Regions from separate parts of the Salmo salar genome. Here region 2 is linked to region 1. A link is a contact called in public Hi-C data. All regions are on one chromosome and are shown on one strand. Each heading gives the region's core, a stretch centred on a gene start, on an enhancer-like site or on the middle of the called end of the contact. The rest is flanking DNA. Distances are from core to core; before and after follow the strand shown.

Region 1 (5,128 bases), core at 430-2,929:
ACAAATAAAGACATATCCATTTTTTTCACAACTTACAATCATAGCTGCAGTTAAATTTGAGTGAGACTCAATCAACAGTGTGAACATATAATTCAATTAAGGATAATAAAAAGGAGCTTTTGATGTCGTACATCTTATCCACACTTAGACCCAGAATGAATGTCAGCAGGGACATGGATGTGGAACATTTAATTATATGCCCTTCAGAAGAGAGAGAGCAAGAGAGAGAGCAAGAGAGAGAGCAAGAGAGAGAGAAAGAACAAGAGAGAGCGAGAGAAAGAGAACGAAGGAGATAAAAAAGAGAAGGAGTGAAACACATGGGGACATGCCACTGGCAGACTGAGGCACAGACATACAGCACCTCTAGTGAACATGATACAGGGCTGAGTGATATACAGTGCAACAGCCTACATGCATGCCTCTGTCCCCAACGAAGACGAAGCTTGATCTATGACAAATTGTCTCAGCAAGCCACAACACAATCCTTCTGCCATCTGTGAAGTGTAGGGTTCTCCTTTCCCCTTTCGAGACAAACATACAGGGTCATTGAGACCATTGGAGACACACTATGTTTATGAGAGAGGTGATGCAATGTAGCCGTGTATATTGGGCTGTAAGCAACAGAGAGGAAGATAGTTGTTTTAGAGAGAGAGAGAGAGAGAGAGAGAGAGAGAGAGAGAGAGAGAGAGAGAGAGAGAGAGAGAGAGAGAGAGAGAGAGAGAGAGAGAGAGTTGTTTTAGAGAGAGAGAGAGAGAGAGAGAGAGAGAGTTGTTTTAGAGAGAGAGAGAGAGAGAGAGAGAGAGAGAGAGAGAGAGTTGTTTTAGAGAGAGAGAGAGAGAGAGAGAGAGAGAGAGAGAGAGAGAGAGTGAGTAACAAAAACAGAGCTGGTCCGAGGGCAGAGAAATGGTGTGACTCAGGAGAAGCCTGTATTGAGAGCCAGTACTTGTGCTTGGCAGCCTGTGTGATCAATATAAATAGCACCAAATGGGCTGTTATAAAAATGTTGAGAGTTGTAAATGATCCCCAAAGACAAAACCGGAGCAGCAGTGAGCACACACTCACATACACAAACACACACATAATCACACTCACATGCACACACACACACACACACACACACACACACACACACACACACACACACACACACACACACACACACACACACACACACACACACACACACACACACACACAAATCCGCACACACCTTAATAAAAAGACTCAAACACACACATCGAGAGGCAATGGGATATCGAATGCTGGTTGCAAGCAGACATGGACACACTCATGCATATATCAAAAGGGAATGTCTTTGTGTGATTGTGTATTTATGAATATCGCTATTGCATGCATATGTAAAATAAAAAATTATCAAATTTGACCAAACCACAAGCATTCACACACACACACACACACACACACACACACACACACACACACACACACACACACACACACACACACACACACACACACACACACACACACACACACACACACACACAGCTCAAAGCTAAACACAGGTAAAGCTGTTCCCTTAGTGGTAAGGACCCCATCTTTATAGCTTTAGTCTGTACTACACATGATTTATGAAGATAGCTTATGACCAGTAGTATGCTGTAGATGGGCGGACAGTGAAAGGTTGATTGTAGGGTTGGTGTGGGTGTGGAGTTGAGCTGACAGAAGGCAAATGCCTGCCCTGTGGCCTTAGGGTGGAGGGATCAGATACACTGCCCTGTGTTGTCGGTAAGTGCGACTGCACACAACCTTTGCAGCACTGTGAGGACCTGAGGGCTTCATAATTGAAAACGCTTGGGTGAAGCGGAATATCTGAATGTTGTCCCTTTGTCTAATACAGTGGCTTGGGAAAGTATTCACCTACCTTGACATTTTTCCTATTTTGTTGTCTTACAACCTGGAATTAAAATATATTTTGGGGGGGTTTGTATCACTTGATTTACACAACATGCCTATCACTTTGAAGATGCAAAATATTTTTTATTGTGAAACAAACAAGAAATAAGACAAAAAAACTGAAAACTTGAACGTGCATAACTATTCACCCCCCCAAAGTCAATACTTTGTGGAGCCACCTTTTGCAGCAATTACAGCTGCAAGTTTCTTGGGATATGTCTCTATCAGCTTGGCACATCTAGCCACTGGGATCTTTGCCCATTCTTCAAGGCAAAACTGCTCCAGCTCCTTCAAGTTGGATGGGTTCCGCTGGTGTACAGCAATCTTTAAGTCATACCACAGATTCTCAATTGGATTGAGTTCTGGGCATTGACTAGGCCATTCCAAGACATTTAAATGTTTCCCCTTAAACCACTCAAGTGTTGCTTTAGCAGTATGCTTAGGGACATTGCCCTGCTGGAAGCCAGCCAGTCTCAAATCTCTGGAAGACTGCAAAAGGTTTCCCTCAAGAATTTCCCTGTATTGGCCTCCCGGGTGGCGCAGTGGTCTAAGGCACTGCATCGCAGTGCTAGCTGTGCCACCAGAGATCCTGGGTTTGAGCCCAGGCTCTGTCACAGCCGGCCGCGACTGGGAGGTCCATGGGGCGATGCACAATTGGCCCAGCGTTGTCCGGGTTAGGGAGGGTTTGGCCGGCCGGGATATCCTTGTCTCATTGCGTACTAGTGACTCCTGTGGCAGGCCGGGCGCAGTGTACGCTGACCAGGTTGCCAGGTGTACGCTGTTTCCTCCGACACATTGGTGTGGCTGGCTTCCAGGTTGGATGTGCATTGTGTCAAGAAGCAGTGTGGCTAGGTTGGGTTGGGTTGGGTTGTGTTTCGGAGGACGCATGCTCTCGACCTTCGCCTCTTCCGAGTCCGTACGGGAGTTGCAGTGATGAGACAAGACTGTAACTACTACCAATTGGATACCATGAAACTGGGGAGAAAAAAGGGGTAAAACAAAAAAGAATTTCCCTGTATTTAGCGGCATCCAATTCCTTCAATTCTGACCAGTTTCCCAGTCCCTGCCGATGAAAAACATCCCCACAGCATGACGCTGCCACCACCATGCTCCACTGTGGGCATGGTGTTCTCGGGGTGATGTGTTGGGTTTGCGCCAGACATAGTGTTTTCCTTGATTGCCAAAAAGCTACATTTTAGTCTCATCTGACCAGAGTAACTTCTTCTATATGTTTGGGGAGTCTCCCACATGCCTTTTGGCGAACACCAAACATGTTTGCTTATTTTTTTCTGGCCACTCTTCTGTAAAGCCCAGCTCTGTGGAGTATACGGCTTAAAGTGGTCCTATGGACAGATACTCCAATCTCCGCTGTGGAGCTTTGCAGCTCCTTCAGGATTATCTTTGGTCTCTTTGTTGCCTCTCTGATTAATACCCTCCTTGCCTGGTCCGTGAGTTTTGGTGGGCGGCCCTCTGTTGGCAGGTTTGTTGTGGTGCAATATTCTTTACATTTTTTTAATAATGGATTTAAATGGTGCTCAGTTGGATTTTCAAAGTTTCGGATATTTTTTTATAACCCAACCCTGATCTGTACTTCTCCAGAACTTTGTCCCTGACCTGTTTGGCGCCATGGTGCCGCTTGCTTGGTGGTGCCCCTTGCTTAGTGGTGTTGCAGACTCAGGGGCCTTTCAGAACAGGTGTATAAATACCTTCGATCATGTGACACTTAGTTAAAAAGTCCACCTGTGTTCAATCTAACTATGTGACTTCTGAAGGTAATTGGTTACAGCAGATCTAATTTAGGGGCTTCATAGCAAAGGGGGTGAATACATATGCACGCACCACTTTTCCATAAAAAAAAAATATATAATTTTTTTAAACAAGTTTTTTTTCCCATTTCACCAATTTGGACTATTTTGTGTAATGCAACAAAATAGGAAAAACGCCAAGGGGGGTGAATACTTTTGCAAGGCACTGTATGTCCAATGTCCTTGCCCTAACTGATTGGACAGGTGGAATGACTGCAGAAGTTTTAGAGAGAGTTTAGGCCAAATTGATAATGCTTATCCACTGTTTCCAGATCAGTGAGGACCAGGAGATATGATAATCACGGAGTGAGATATCAGGACTAAGCCCTAGATTAAAGAGAAAGAAGAGAGTAGAAGAGGAAGGATGGGAAGAAGGCAAAGTGAAGTGCTGCGCTGGCACTTTCTCCACACAAAGACTTTTCTAATGCATATGCAGCCCCTAAATTCCTCTTAAAAATGAAAAGCGGTGCACCTTGAGCGACTTCATTCGTAGATATCTTTCCAACAAACTTTTGAGGTAAAACCCCCCACCAAAAAACCCCAAGAAAGACTGAATTAAGGAGAGCGCTCGATTCTGGCTGACAAGAGCAGAGTGGTGCGTAACCGTTGGAAGCCTCTCTCCTTAGCCAGAGTGCTCGCGGTGATGGTCGCTAGCTGCCGCTACCAGTGATCCTGAGCTATCATCACACAGACTGGCTAATGAGCATTAGCGCTTAGAGACGCACACAGGTAAAAGAAAAACACACACGGGGGGAGGAGAAAGGAACCTCCTGAGGATATGCTCTAACTTTCTAATATAAATCCTCTTTTCTTTTCTCCCTCCTTTCTTTTCCCCCTACGGACCATTAGCCAGTATATCCCTCCCTTTATCCTTCCCTCCCCTCCTCCCTCCTTTTCTTTCAGCGCGGTGCAATTAACGTCTCTCATCGAATATTGAAGGTATAAAGACAAATGGGTCTTTTTAGCCGATTCTCTTCCGCTAAGACCAGTCCTCCGCTGAGGGATGGCTGAAGGCTTCGACTAAATCAGGAAGCTGAGCTAACTGCACTTAGAGCCAAACAATCACTGATCATTTATTTAGTTCTTCTTATTTATTCTGCCTGGCATGTTGTGTTGCTCCGAGGGGTGTTTATAAAGGCACTGTGATTAGATGATATTGTCATGTGATTTCCACGCAGCTCGTTATGGGGGAAACAGATTCAATATAAAATATAAAATAAAACAGAAGTTCATAGTTTTTTATTTTATTTCATTATTACGACCATATTTGTGTCTGTATTACGTGCTTTTCCAAGCTTTCTTGTAGTAAAATGAGCCCTAAAGAATATGTGTGGCCCCTGTTTTAAGTACAGTGCCAGGACCAGTATAGAAGAGAACATTGTAGCAGTAGTCCTGGGCAGTATTCC
Region 2 (5,397 bases), core at 49-2,548, 73 kb after region 1:
CTTGAGGTGGTCGACTTGCTGGACGAGCTGCGTCTTCTCGCCCTCCAGGACGTGCCGCTGCTGCACCCGCTTGTAGCGGCAGGACTGCGCATAGCCTCTGTTCTTTAGGGTCCTTCTCTTCTGTTTCAGCCGGATCACTTCTTCCTTGCTGACTCCCCGTAGCTGCCGGTTGAGCTCCCGCACCGACATGCCCACCAGCTGGTCGTCCGAAAACCGGTCGTCCAAATGTCCCATGTGTGGGTGGTTTCCTCCGGAGCTGCCGTTGGACGAGACACCGGGTGATTGGTGATGGTGGCCACCGTTGTGGTGGTGATGGTGGTGGTGGGGACCCCCGTTCTGGGCTGCTGCGGCGGCGATAACTGCGGACACCACCGCCGCGGCAGAGCCCATCTCTTCCCCGCCCATGGTGCCTCCTCCTCCGGCTCCGCCGGCAAACTGCTGCCCTCTAGCATAGCCATCGAAGGACTGGAGCTGGTGACTGCTGTTGATCAGCGCCTCAACTGCGTCTTCGGGGCTGAAGCCCAGCGCCTCCGGATTCAACTGCGGTTGATAACCGGACATCCAGTAGAAATCCTCCAAGTGTGCCTTCTGTTCGCTCCCCGACCCCGGACTGGGCGACGAGAAGCTTGGAGAAGGGGGCACCGAGCTGCAAGGCGTGCTCATCGGGGTGGAAGACAAGGATCCCCCGGCAATAAGGCGGCTGCACTGGCTGATGTTGCGATCGGGCTCCACCGGCTCCTTTTTCACTTCAAACTTCATCAGATCGAAGTCATTAACATATTCCATGGCCAGGGGACTGGTGGGCAGGTCGGAGTTGCTCATTGCCAGTTCTGATGCCATCCTCTTGCTGCCGACAGTCCTCCAAAGGGGGTGAAGAGCAGCTGTCAAACTGAGTTGGTTTGGAAGAACGTGAGCCAGTTTGCTTTTTAAGCGTATTTGTCTTAAAGTGAAAAAATAGGTTTTCAATGTCCTTTTTGCAGCGACGAGTTCCCAGCTGTAAATTAATAGTTTTCTTTTCAGAGTCTACTGCACAGACGCACCAGAGCCGAGCTCGCGAGTTGCGGAGTCCTCTTTCAGCATGAGAAATTCGGCGAATTGGTATTTTTAACATTTAACACTTTACTGTTTCTTCATGGATAGGCCTACATTGCGTAAAGCGGAGAGGGTGAAATGTCGAAGGAGAGGGGTAAATGTAGCCTCGCACGTGAAATGCCTTTCACTTGTAGGCGATTTTTTAGAAGGATCACACAGCAGATGAGTTTAAAAGCATTGCAGAGTTTTATAGCAGCCCTGACGTCAGATTGGAAATGGGAAATTGACTTGGACGAAGAGCCAATGGGCTCGCACAATCTATGGGCTAATTAACATATTAGCACAGAAACAAAACTTTTCTCAACTGTCAAAGGCTATCAGCTGACTGTCAGCTGCAACTCAACCTCAACTCTTTCGCCTCTCCATTTTAGGTATATTCTTTTAATGGACATTTATTCTACCATTTGGATAAACAAATAACCATGAAAATATCTCACTGTGCTCATGGTGGGGAAAGGACAGTAGGCTGAGTGCACATTATGGTTTGATTTAGTGTTGTTGCAAGTGGTACTGGTAACATTTTAATACACAAATGTAATTTACAATATGCAAATTATGAAGTTATTGAAGCAATAATATATATTATTGGTTGCTGTCATAAAATAAATGCGTAATAACGATGTTGTATGGTGGTAGGATTTATATTAGTTTCAAAAGTATCAAAACATAGTATTCATGATTTATAATGTGCAAATATTGGGGGAATGGTTATGCACACGTTTTCACAGTTCGTGTTACTTGAAATTCGAAGTGGTCAAATTTACCAGTAGCCTAAGCAAAATGCATAAGCATGCTTTACAATCATCTTAGTTACATGAACAGCGTTGGCTCATAAAGTATTGATATGTGACAGAATACAGGAATACATATGATTCTGTGCTGAAGTTCTATGAAATAAAATTACAAAGGATTTGTGGAGAGCAGACATACATCTGCCGTTCTAAAACTCAACAGTGCCACCTTTTGGGGACATCGAAGCACCGTTCTCCAAAATAAACTGCTTCATCTGAAAGAAACATTTGTTTTTAGAACGACAGTATGGATACATTGGCAGGGGAACAGCCAAATGGGGTGCATATGGTGCATATTTCGGGCATATTCCTCATGAATCACGTGTCAATTTAAAGTTATTTTGGGGGGAGAAAATATAGGCTACAACATTCCCCACTCCATCAGCCGTATACACTAGATTGTGTAGAACATTCGTTACATAAGACAAGTAAACATGTACTTCCTACGTGGTCCTATCAAATCATCATCCCCTCATATAGGCTGCTATTAAGCAGTGGTTACATGGGAGTCATTCAGTAATGAACAATGTGTTCCAACCAGGCGGAGATTAGCCTACGTGCACTACAGTGCTATATATAAAAATAAACTTTATCTAAAGCAGTGATTCCGCGGGCCCTGCTCCAAAGTAATACATTAAACCACTCTACTGTACATTGCACTTTATCTCGACAGTTCAGAGGTCAGACATTTCCACTAGTTTTAATGGACTGCATGTCATGCCCAACTCACTTGTTGAAGTCTATTGCACAGACGAACCAAAGCCGCGCGCGCCAGTTTAAACATGTAGTTTTATACGACACTACCCAGCCAAATTACCTCCCTACAACTATCTTAACAATGCTCACACCCTACCCTCATTTAGTCAGTCTAATCAGTGATATAATGCTCCGTTCACGACTTTTCATAATTTCGTAAATACCAGCATACGACTGGGAAAAATCCCTTCAACGCCCCTCCAACTGACTGGTAATTACTAGAGTCAACATCGTATAGGCGTATCATCCGCGTGCTCCAAGTTTCCCACTTGCACCTCTCTGACGTCACTTGTAAAACAAAACAAAAAATCGCAAGCATGGTGGCATCTTCATTTTGATTTAGAAAGTGAAATCAGCTCTAGATGTACTTTTTATGTGCAAAACATTGCAAAACAATCACAAGCCTCTTGACCTCCGTGTTTGATGTATGGCTCATCAAAACAGGAATGCACCTAACTCATATTTACGACTTCACAATTGTAGTTACCACCTTCCCATTTGGTTATGAACACAGCATAACATTGGCTATTTGACAGCAATAGGAGGGACTTTGTTTTCACCAACCAAGTTATGTTTGACCAGAGTTTCCCGGTCTAAAGCGCAGCCTGCTTACTTAGGCTACTGCCACAGGTTTGTTGTGTGTTTACCTATACAGTTTGGGCTACTCATAGGCCAACCAACAAATGCAAGCCTGTAAAGTTGGCTAAACGTATAGAGTAATTCGCAGCACCTAACATCAACTATGGAGACTTGCTACCCTAATGTCTAGGTGTATGTATTTTGCATTTAGTCTGCAAGCGAAGCCTCACTCGCCTACATTAGAGGCATAAACACAGCGTGGTGCGCAAATGTCATAAATTATAGGTCAAAAGTCTGGTTTTAGGGAATTGGCGTAAAATGTGACAATGATACAATATTTAATTACGCGTGCCGGTAAATCATGTCCATTGATAAAGTGATCATGTAAGATCCACCACGGGCTTCATACCTCGGACTATTTGGAGGGAAGCTTTGTCTCAGCTTTTGACACGGCGTTGACAAATAGCCGTTTCATCCCTGTGACAAAAGCCTATAACCATAGTCTCTCTGTCTCTTCTCCAACTCCAAGACTATGATCTCATCCCTAGGACTGAGTATCATTAGCTTCCCGGGTACACACAATGTAATGCTATGCCAAATAACTCACATCCCAGCCGCCAATCTATGAGAAAGAGGATCGTGCCAATCAGCCTGATGTTTTTATAACCGTTCAGCGAGTTCAACGCTTCCCAACTTCCGTTCCAAACTTCAGGTCAGATTTTCTCTTTCATTTCCCCTTCACCTAACTGATTTTACTTCACTACATTCCTAAATCAAATTATGTACTTTTTACTCCATACATTTTCCCTGACACCCAAAAGTTATCGATACATTTTGAATGCTTAGCAGGACAGGAAAATGGTCCAATTCACGCACTTAACACTGGTTATCCACAATTTAAAATAACAATAACAATCTACCCTATGGTTTGCTTAAAATATAAGGAATGTGAAATGATTTATACATTTACTTTTTATACTTAAGTATATTTTTGCAATTACATTGACTTTTGATATATAAAAAAACGAATACTTGTAGACTTTTACACAGGTAGTATTTTACTGGGGGACTTTCACTTTTACTTGAGTCATTTTCTATAAAGGTATTTGTTTTATTTTTTACTTGGGTACTTTTTCCACCACTGCTTTCTGCCCCCTGCATGTGTCCTTCGATGATGTAACACAATAGAGCTTCCTAGGTGTCACCCTCATCGCACACCCCCTTGTTCCCTCCTCTCTCTCTCTCTCTCTCTCTCTCTCTCTCTCTCTCTCTCTCTCTCTTTCTCTTGCTTTCTCGCTCTATCTTTCTCTATCCCTCTCGTCTCCATATTCACTAATGTAGTCTTTGTCTAAACTCAGTGTGGGAGTGCTTCCAATGTATGAGAAAGCTCATTGTACAATAACCAGTTTGATGAGTGGAGATGCGTTTAAAGTCATTCAAATGCCATCCCTGATTAAGTTTAGTCACCTGACAATGACAACACTCAAGTGAAAGACCAATGATCTACAAACACAATCACACACAAGGCCCTATCACACAGACTTTGGCAATACAGTGAAGTCAAATAGTGGAGATAGGAATTAGTAAAGTAGAGATAGCCTTGGACTCATCCTGTTGCTATGTCACTGTGGGATGTGGATCAATGAGTGTTTAGAATGTTACCATCTGAACTTTGTTTATTGGCGATAAATCAAGGGGTCAAAGGTGAGATTAAATCCCCTAGCCTTGATAGCTGTGTGATCATGGTCAATGGAAAATCCCCCTGTTAGCTGTCATACTGTATCTGTCTAACTCATAATCACTATGACAACTGATGTCAATGGTTTTTGATTCGTCATTCAGTTGGGATGATGCTGATCCCTACAGATCGTTCAAGATGAACAGAGCTTGTGTATGTTTACATAGGAATCATTACAAGGCTAAAATAGGTGACGGTATGGATTTCATACAGCAATGCCCCAGATACCTTCTTCAGTAGGATGTATTCCCCTGTCATTTGATAATGTTTTTATCGCTAACACACGTATAAGTATATTTTTATTAATGTATTTATCTCTAACACACATATAGGTTCATTTTTTATTTAATATTAGCAAAGGTTACCGTGCAGCTTTTGTTAGTTGGTCCAAGGTAGTGTGTACTCAAGGCAAGACAAGACCAAAGTGTTGGTATTTAATCT

What was found. Hi-C and Micro-C count contacts between places; a contact is called where the count stands out from the background.
Region 2: a contact with region 1 is called in a Hi-C map of muscle, with 5 times the contacts expected there. The contact joins the promoter of LOC106562299 here to the enhancer-like site in region 1. A contact is called at or near these places in 2 of 3 Hi-C or Micro-C datasets (gill and muscle).

What each region holds. Positions count from the first base shown.
Region 1 is chrssa11:23,244,797-23,249,924 of Ssal_v3.1, forward strand. The region is part of intron 2 of LOC106562299 (transcription factor Maf); the gene reads right to left. Among protein-coding and RNA genes, the nearest start is that of LOC123725242, 25 kb to the left of the region's middle. Within about 2 kb of position 1,680, at least 2 of the 13 cell types and tissues checked have an H3K27ac peak or open chromatin away from gene starts, as enhancers often do. A contact at or near this core is called in muscle, where this site is marked.
Region 2 is chrssa11:23,318,122-23,323,518 of Ssal_v3.1, forward strand. LOC106562299 (transcription factor Maf) reads right to left here and starts at 1,299. Exons shown (of 3, transcript XM_045689190.1): 1 at 1-1,299. The coding sequence starts at 840.